Linked DNA regions of Sus scrofa: all the other regions are linked to region 1. Evidence: chromatin contacts called from public targeted proximity ligation data. All regions are on one chromosome and are shown on one strand. The core of a region is the stretch at or near the end of the contact, and the rest is flanking DNA. Distances in the headings are between cores, read along the strand shown. Region 1 has its middle 35 kb from the start of COL14A1. Region 2 overlaps DEPTOR (DEP domain-containing mTOR-interacting protein). Region 3 overlaps DEPTOR (DEP domain-containing mTOR-interacting protein).

Region 1 (2,820 bases), core at 14-2,513:
CCTTGACAACCACAAGTCTGTTCTCTACATCTGTGAGTCTGTTTCTGTTTTGTAGATATGTTCATTTGCGTCTTATTTGAGGTTCCACACATAAGTGACACCATTATGGTATTTGTCTTTCTGACTTCACTTAGTATGATAATCTCTAGGCCTATTCATATTGCTGCAAATGGCATTATGTCATTCTTTTTAATGTCTAAGTAATATTCCATTGTATATATGTACCACAGCTTCCTTATCCATTCATCTGTTAATAGACATTTAGGTTGTTTCCATGTCTTGTAAATAGTGCTGCTATCAACACAGGGGTGCATGGATCTTTTTGAACTATAGTCTTGTGTGGATCTGTGCCCAGAAGTAGGATTGCTGGATCATACATATGTACCGCATCTTCTTGATCCATTCCCCTTTTGACCAACACTGAGGTTCTTTCCTACCTTGGCTGTTGTGAAGAATGCAAGGCAGTGCCCTGTGCAGAGAGCCCACAGTGGAGAGGGCTCAGCTGAGAGCAACTGGCCATCAGCACTCCAGCAGCTGGGCAATTGAGTGCCTCAGTCTGGAAGGGTCCACAAGCAAGCCCTCTATATTTGAATGAGAAGTTCAAAAAGAGAAGCACCCACTGTGGCTCAGCAGGTTAAGAACCCAACGAGTATCCTTGAAGATGTGGGTTCAATCCCTGGCCTCACTCAGTGGGTTAAGGATCCAGCATTGCCGTGAGCTGCAGTGTAGGTCATAGATGGGGCTCAGATCTGGCAATGCTGTGGCTGTGGTGTAGGCTGGCGGCTGTAGTTCTGATTCAACCCCTAGGCTGGAGACTTCCATATGCCACAGGTGCAGCCCTAAAAGGCCAAAAAAAAAAATCAAAAAGAAAGTCTTGAACAATGAATGAAGTGATAGGAAACATTTGAAAAGACACAAGAATAAAATGGGACAGCCAATACATACACTGACCATAGATGGGCACCGAAATGATTCTGTCAACTACCAGTAATTTGTTTCATTACTCTGAACTCTGGGCCAAGGTGAGCTGTGTTGATGTTTCATTAGCTACTTCTGAACCAGATGTCCATGCCTATTTGTGTATTCAGATACTGTTTATTTCCAAGCATTTCTTTTGACTGGGCCAGATACGTTAAGCTCAGCAGGAGAGAATTTACCTATGAATAGCCTGTGTGGAATCTCCCATTTATAATGTGGTATTCCAATAAGTGAGTATGGCTTCCAGAATGTTCAGCCTAGCTGGCAGGTTCAAAAGGGCAAGGCTTGCCAGCAACATTCCTCCTGCTCAGCACCGTGGCAAGGACAGCCCATCCACTCAAAAAGGGTCTGGGCTGAGCTCTTGGTTAATTATTAGAGTTGAGACTGCTGTTTTCTGGAAGGTATAGAGGACTCTGGGGCTGAAGAGCTCTCTCCAGTAAACACTGTGTTCCCTGTAACGGCGAGGGCTCCACTGCGAAATCGTATTCCGTTGGGCTTCACTCTCCCTCCTGCTGTGCTGAGTTCCTTCTTTGGTGGGAGCTCTCAGTCACCCAGTCAGCCTTCCACACGCTTATCCACTCCTTTTTCTCCAAGGGAAGGGCTGGACGGGGGGCAAGGGGACGGCTGGTGAATTTTAGCCACCGTGGGACCCTCTGCAAGGTGGAGAGGATTATCCCAGGGTGGCCTCAGGTAGCATCTCTCTTCCAAGTTTCATCATAAATGCTGGTGCTTTCCAACAACAGAGCTGAAACAGGAGCCAGTGGCAGTGGAATCCCTGGGACCTTGGCCAAGCTGGGATGGAAGGAAAGGCTGCCTCTGGCATCCTCTCTCTCAACCCTTTTCTATGGAGTCCTCCCTTTGCTTTCGTTCCTCCAACTGCCCCTTTAAAGTCAAGGTGCCCAGTCCAGTGCCTTTGTGGTTCTGCCTGTGGCTTTAGGTGGGGTAAATTCACTTCATTTGAGAGGTTCAAGGGGTTCATAGGGACAGCACGCCTTGGGCCTTCCATGTCTCTAATAGACTATTATATGCCAGACTATAATGGGATAGAACAATCTACTTTATGAAAGTGGATGGTGAAGGGTTTCCAGGGTTGCTGAGTTCATGGTTTAACCCATTCCCAGGTAGCTCCTCCATCAAACAGCTTTGTTTGAGATCACATGTGTTTTATTAAATAGTTCTTTTTGTTTGCCTGTTTGTTTGTTTGCTTTTTAGGCATGCACTCACGGCACATGGAAGTTCCCAGTCTAGGGGTCGAATCAGAGCCACAGCCACAGCAACTCGGGATCCGAGCCATTTCTGCGACCTACACTGCTGCTTGCCATGATGCTGGATGCTTAACCCACTGAGCCAGGCCAGGGATCAAACCAACATCCTCATGGATTCTAGTCGGGTTTATTGCCACCTAGCCACGATGGGAACTCCCTAAATAGCTGTGTTTTATGTTCTCGTGCTGCCAGCGGAGTTGGCAGCAGGCACTCTCTAAGGCTGTCAGAGCGGATATATACGGTTTTGTCTCCCAGAATAATTTTTCCCTTTGGGGAAATGCTGTTCCAAACTACTGGGACTATTAATTAATGGCACGCCTATGTCTTTGACACAAGAAAGGCGTGTGGCCCAAGGTGAGCCAATGGTAGCAGTGCATGCTTTTGTTCACACAGATCGGTCCAGGGATGGTCAGGTGATACAGGCCAGCCTACTCGAAATTCTGGGGCAGGATATTTCACACCAGAGCAGATGGAAAAGCATCTTTTCCTCTCTGATTGGTAATCGTAAGAATTTGAGCTGGACCTTCTGGCAGTCATGTCCCCTGCTACATATTTATGCAGATAAAGCTCACACCCA
Region 2 (2,756 bases), core at 54-2,553, 150 kb after region 1:
TCTCTTGTTGCCGTGGCTAGGGCATAGGCTGGTGGCTACAGCTCTGATTAGACCCCTAGCTTGGGAACCTCCATATGCCACGGGTGCGGCCCTAGAAAAGACAAAAAATAAAATAAAATAAAAAATAAAAATCCTCCAGAATTCCAATCTGGAAGGAGAGGGGAGTGAGGAGGCCAGCTCAGCAAAGCCAGAGGGCCAAGGAAAGAGCCCTAAAGCCACATATGAGAGATGGCAAGAGATACCTGCCTCTGGAGCAACCTTCGTTCTTTTTTGTTTGCTTTTTAGGGCTGCACCTAAAAAGGTGGCACATGGACGTTCCCAGGCCAGGGGGTGAATCAGAACTGTAGCTGTAGCTGTAGCTGCCGGCCCACACCACAGCCATAACCATACCGGATCTCCAAACCACTGAGCGAGGCCAGGGATGGAACCTGCATCCTCATGGATACTAGTCGGATTCATGTCTGCTGCGCCACAATGGGAACTCTGCACCTTGGTTCTTCTTCCAAGTTCCATACACCCTAATAATAACCAGAACAGAACCCACCCCTTCAAGTGGCTGTAAAAGCCTGACTGCCCAGATCCAAAGGAGCTTCACCTACCCAGGCTCTAGGGAGCCCTTCAGCCCGACCCCAGGCCTCCTCTCAAACCTCTTCACTGCTCTCTCCCAACCCCAAGCAGGTCCATCTTACAGTCTGGATACACCAGACTCTCTTCCATCATGAGAAGCTGCCCTTACCCTCCATACCTCCACTCAAGACGGAGACCCCTCTGCTCAGAATGTGCCTCCTCCTGCCTGCAATAATTCAAAAACAAATCCTACTGCTCTTCAGCTTAAAAGGCACCTCCACTTCCCAGCCTTCCAAAGCCAGAAAGCAAGCTTCCCTCTGCCTCAGCTTTCCCACCATTTTTTACTGCCACTAGGAAAGCATCCAGCCCCCTGTACCACAATCAGATAAAGTGAAGGATAAGAAGGGATAGTTATTTATTTTTGTAAGTCTAGTGCCTTGCACCTAGTAGAGACAGATCCCCGCTGATGTGAAAAATCAGTTAGTGCCCATGAGGCCCTCTGCCTGCAGGGGCACAGGGCAGGCTCAACTTCTGAATCATATAGTCCTCATCAATCCATACAGAACCACTGGGAAGAGTAATCACCTCTGTTTTAGCTACATTTTCAATACCCCTGGCTGAGGAATTTAAATACAAAACCCATCTTCCCATCATTCATTTCAGACAGCTGGTTCCCAGGCTTTAGATTCAAGGTGGTTCTGTAATATTCTATTCCTGGCCAGCTAACCAGCTGCTGAAATTGCATCAGACCATTTCCTCTTCCAGCGCGAGGAGAACAAACACGTCGGAGTGCAGGGTGTTAATAATCCCTGTGAAATCACCGTCCATCGGAAAAGAAATGCAGAAAATGTTTTTCAAAAAAAAAAAAATAGCTCATAGAAAACTGCAGCAGGTTGCGGGACTGTGGGAACAAAAGGGGGCCAGAAACCACATATTCTCATTGAAAAACAGTGTCATAAATCTCAGCCGAAGTACACAGTTTAATTAAAAAAACACAGCAAGTCGAACGGTGGGGTTGACGGTGTGAGCGTTGTGATTTGGGCAATAGAACTGACATAGATGTGCTTTAAACCAAAGCTATTGTCCCTTCCAGATGTTCAACGGTGGCCAATATCTCTCCCTGGGGCTCAGGGAACTCAGAGAAAATCATTCTTAATCACCCACCCTCGAGAGGCCCCTACTGTAAAAGGATGAGGAAAAAAAAGCAGGAACAAATGAAATCAAACACACTGCATTTCCTTTGCATGTTTGGGTTTATTTTATAATTAACATTTCAAATTATCAAACTAATGCACCCTCCTGGTAGATTAAAAAAAAATTCCAATATATATAACACGAAGCTGGGTATCTGGTGATGAACTCACAATTGTTCAAGCCAGGAGACAGGTGCATGGGGGGTTGCTTCACTGCTGTATTTACTTTGGGATGGGTTTGAAATTTTCCTTGACCCCTACTTTTCAAAGGAACCCAGTGTGAATGGTTGTTTATGCATTCTTGCAAAAATCTATTTATGTCCACATGAATGGCTATATATATTTTTATGAGAAATGGGATCATAATAGACATTTCATGTAGTTTTGCTCCAAGAATATGCTTGAATTCTTTCAGCATGATGAGAACAATAGAATACAGATAGTGATAGGAAGGAGACTATAGAACTGGTTAATGTTTTTGTTGTTACTGTTGTTTGCTTTTTAGGGCTGCACCTGTGGCATACGGACATTTCAACCAGGCTAGGGGTCGATTTGGAGCTGCAGCCTACACCACAGCCAGGGCAACACCAGATCCTTAAGCCACTGAGTGAGGCCAGGGATTGAACCGGAATCCTCATGGATAACTAGTCGGGTTCATAATCCGCTGAGCCACAACAGGAACTCCTGAACTGGTTAATGTAAACAGAGTACGCGTGATTCTGGAGAGCCAGAACAAATTGGTCATTTCAAGAAACCAGAGCCCATAGTCCCATTTTCTCTCTGATAACCACAGCCTTGTCGTACTGAAAGCCTTGTGCATGCGCAGGGCCAGGTTTGCATGCATGCCTGGGTGAGCACGTGTGCACGCGCACACACACAGCAGAATGCTGCAGTAAATCCCCTTCAACACTGGTAATAATAGTAAATGTCCCATCAGGAGGGGGGTAAGCAATGGATCTAGGAATCCGGAACAAAGTCTTGAGCCATAAGTTCTAC
Region 3 (2,700 bases), core at 129-2,628, 170 kb after region 1:
GCCCTGTGAGATACCTACTTCACTTAAATAATCCTTCTGGTATGGGAGGCAGTTCAGGTCATAGAGATAAGGTATGATTCTCAATGCCTTATGGTGAAATATTGAAAAATGTCTTCATTCTAGTAAATGCAGTTTGTTTGAGGGTTTTTTTTGTTTTTTGTTTTTGTTTTTTTTTTTTTTGGCTGCACTAACATCATGTGGAGGTTCCTGGGCCAGGGACCGAACCTACGCCACAGCAGTGACCCAAGCCACAGCAGTGACCATGCCAGATCCTTTTAACTGCTAGGCCACCAGGGAACTCCCCAGCAAATGTAGTTTTAAGTGACACACTGAAGAGCTAACGTTTAACCTTTGAACCCATCTCTGAATAGACTACCAAATAGGTTTTTTTGGTTTTTGCTTTTTAGGGCCACACCCATAGCATATGGAAGTTCCCAGGCTAGGGATCGAATAGGAGCTGCATCTGCTGGCCAATGCCACAGAACATGGAATCTGAGCCTCGTCTTCGACCTCCACTTGCATCCTCATGGATACTAGTCAGATTCGTGTCCACTGCACCACAATGGGGACTCCTACCAAATAGTTTTAAATTCCTTTGTTACACATTGGATTATAATCTCTACGAAGGCCTATCTCCCGGAGTACCCTGAACAACGTGATTTAATACCTATTGCTACGCTCTATCAAGAATAGCATTTTTGGGAGTTCCCTTTGTGGCACAGTGGTTAACGAACCTGACTAGCATCCATGAGATGTGAGTTCGATCCCTGGCCTTGCTCAGTGGGTTAAGGATCTGGCGTTGCTGTGAGCTGTGGTGTAGGCTGCAGATGTGGCTCAGATCCCACATTGCTGTGGCTGTGGCATGAGCCAGCGGTTGTAGCTCTGATTTGACCCCTAGCCTGGGAACTTCCATATGCTGCACATACAGCCCTAAAAAGCCAAAAAAAAAAAAAAAAAAAATAGCATTTTTGACTACAAAGTAAAACAAACTGTCATATTTTATTATAGATGGGTGTTCTTTTAAGGACTGCTAGGCTAAATTTCATAATAATTTGTTTTTTCCTCATAAGCCACCAACACAGTCTGCAATGATTTCCCCAAACACATATGAGCCTCCAAAAGTCTGACTGTGGCACTGGTGGCGACCATGTCCTCACCACCCAAACACTGAGAAGCCCACAAAGAAGGGATAGGGTCCTAGCCCCTGGAAGTTTTCTCTGGTAGAGGCTGGAAGGTCAGCCGAGGAGCATTCGTTGGGGAGGAGGCACAATATCAGAGAGCTGAAAATGTCCAGATAATCCCCAAATTCTCACAGTGTTCAAACTCCTCCCTGAGTAAACATTCTTCCAGAACTGCTGACAGACAGCCAAACCAACTTCCTCTCCTTCTCTGTGTTCCTCTTTCAGAAATGAAATTATCTAGAAGCAGAATAACCATCCCAAGTGGAGCTCCAGGAAGGCAACTGAAGAGATTCCCCTCAGGTTTATTAAGCGTGTAAGCAATCAAACAAAATGGGCTGATAAATCCTGTGCGTTGGAAAAGCGGTCTCCGAGGAATTCCTGGCCCTAACCACTGTGCCTCCACTCAAAGGACATAAGTGTAAATTATGATAAAGTCCTGAGTAATCAGACTCTGCTCTCCTTGGCTTCAAGCCCTCCTTAGAGCCAAGTCAGCAAATGGTGAACACGTAGGCAAGTGCATTGGCTCCAAGCCCAGCTTCTTAGATGTCATGGATGTTTCGCGATGGGTTTAACTGGAGCTTCCCCCTTTGGTAGCCAACATAGGCATAAGGAAAAGCATAATTTTATATCACAGTACCTGAGGGCAAAAGGTTCACTGCATCTGGACACATACCACCCATTTTGAAGAATAAAAGGCTAAACTCATGTTGTATTATCCAAGAATAAAACCCTAAGTTTGGGTTTATTCCTAATAGTTATGTTGATGGTAAGATGTGGCACAAAATCAATGCCAAAGTTGCTATTGAAGAGTCCACAGTGCAATAAGATACAAGCTTATCTGGCAAAAACTTGCCTTCTTAATAATCCAAGGTAGCTTCAATTTCTGGAGAAAAGAGGGAAAACAATGACAAAATATATTGAAACGCATGACCTTCCTTAGTTACGTAAGTAAAGAACATTTTGCAGCTTTCCCAGAAAGTCTGCATCTTAATTATTCTTCAAGCGGCGTTGCTTAAACAAAGAGATAACTTTTATACAGCTTTGGCCGGGAGCCTTTCTGGGTGGAGGTGTTACTTGGAAAGACATCAAAACCCAAGTGATGCAAAAGGCATTCTCTGTTATTTGAACCTGAGCCACCTGCCATTTTAGTCACATTTAAAAAAAATTTTTTTTTTTAATTCAAGTGTAGTTGATTTACAATGTTGTGCCAATGTCTGCTGTATAGTCATATGTTAAGGTCTTGATTTTACTTCTATTACTGAGCACACCTGGGGCATCTCTTCCAATTCATAGGGTGGTGAGGTGTGGAAGGTGAGGGAGGGAGGGTATGGATGACAAACAGGTGATCATCATGATGGGGAGATTTCCAAGGAGCCTTGCTTTGAAAGCGGTACAGTCCAGGTTCAATGCCAATGTCTCTGAGCCTTTCCCACGCTGAATCTTCCTTGTGGCTTTTCTGTGGACATTTTTTTTTTCCTTACTGGAAATATTATAGCCTTATTTGTTTATTCATTTTTAC

The links.
Region 2: a targeted proximity ligation map of skeletal muscle shows a contact between it and region 1. A contact is called at or near these places in 2 of 47 Hi-C or Micro-C datasets (liver and skeletal muscle) and 2 of 2 datasets of targeted methods (alveolar macrophages and skeletal muscle).
Region 3: a contact with region 1 is called in a targeted proximity ligation map of skeletal muscle. A contact is called at or near these places in 2 of 5 promoter capture datasets (fetal liver and liver), 15 of 47 Hi-C or Micro-C datasets (embryonic fibroblasts, fetal liver, liver and 6 more) and 2 of 2 datasets of targeted methods (alveolar macrophages and skeletal muscle).

Annotation. Positions count from the first base shown.
Region 1 is chr4:18,958,213-18,961,032 of Sscrofa11.1, forward strand. No RefSeq gene overlaps it. Among named protein-coding and RNA genes, the nearest start is that of COL14A1, 35 kb to the left of the region's middle.
Region 2 is chr4:19,104,033-19,106,788 of Sscrofa11.1, forward strand. All of the region lies in intron 4 of DEPTOR (DEP domain-containing mTOR-interacting protein), which reads right to left. Among named protein-coding and RNA genes, the nearest start is that of DSCC1, 56 kb to the right of the region's middle.
Region 3 is chr4:19,129,938-19,132,637 of Sscrofa11.1, forward strand. All of the region lies in intron 4 of DEPTOR (DEP domain-containing mTOR-interacting protein), which reads right to left. Among named protein-coding and RNA genes, the nearest start is that of DSCC1, 30 kb to the right of the region's middle.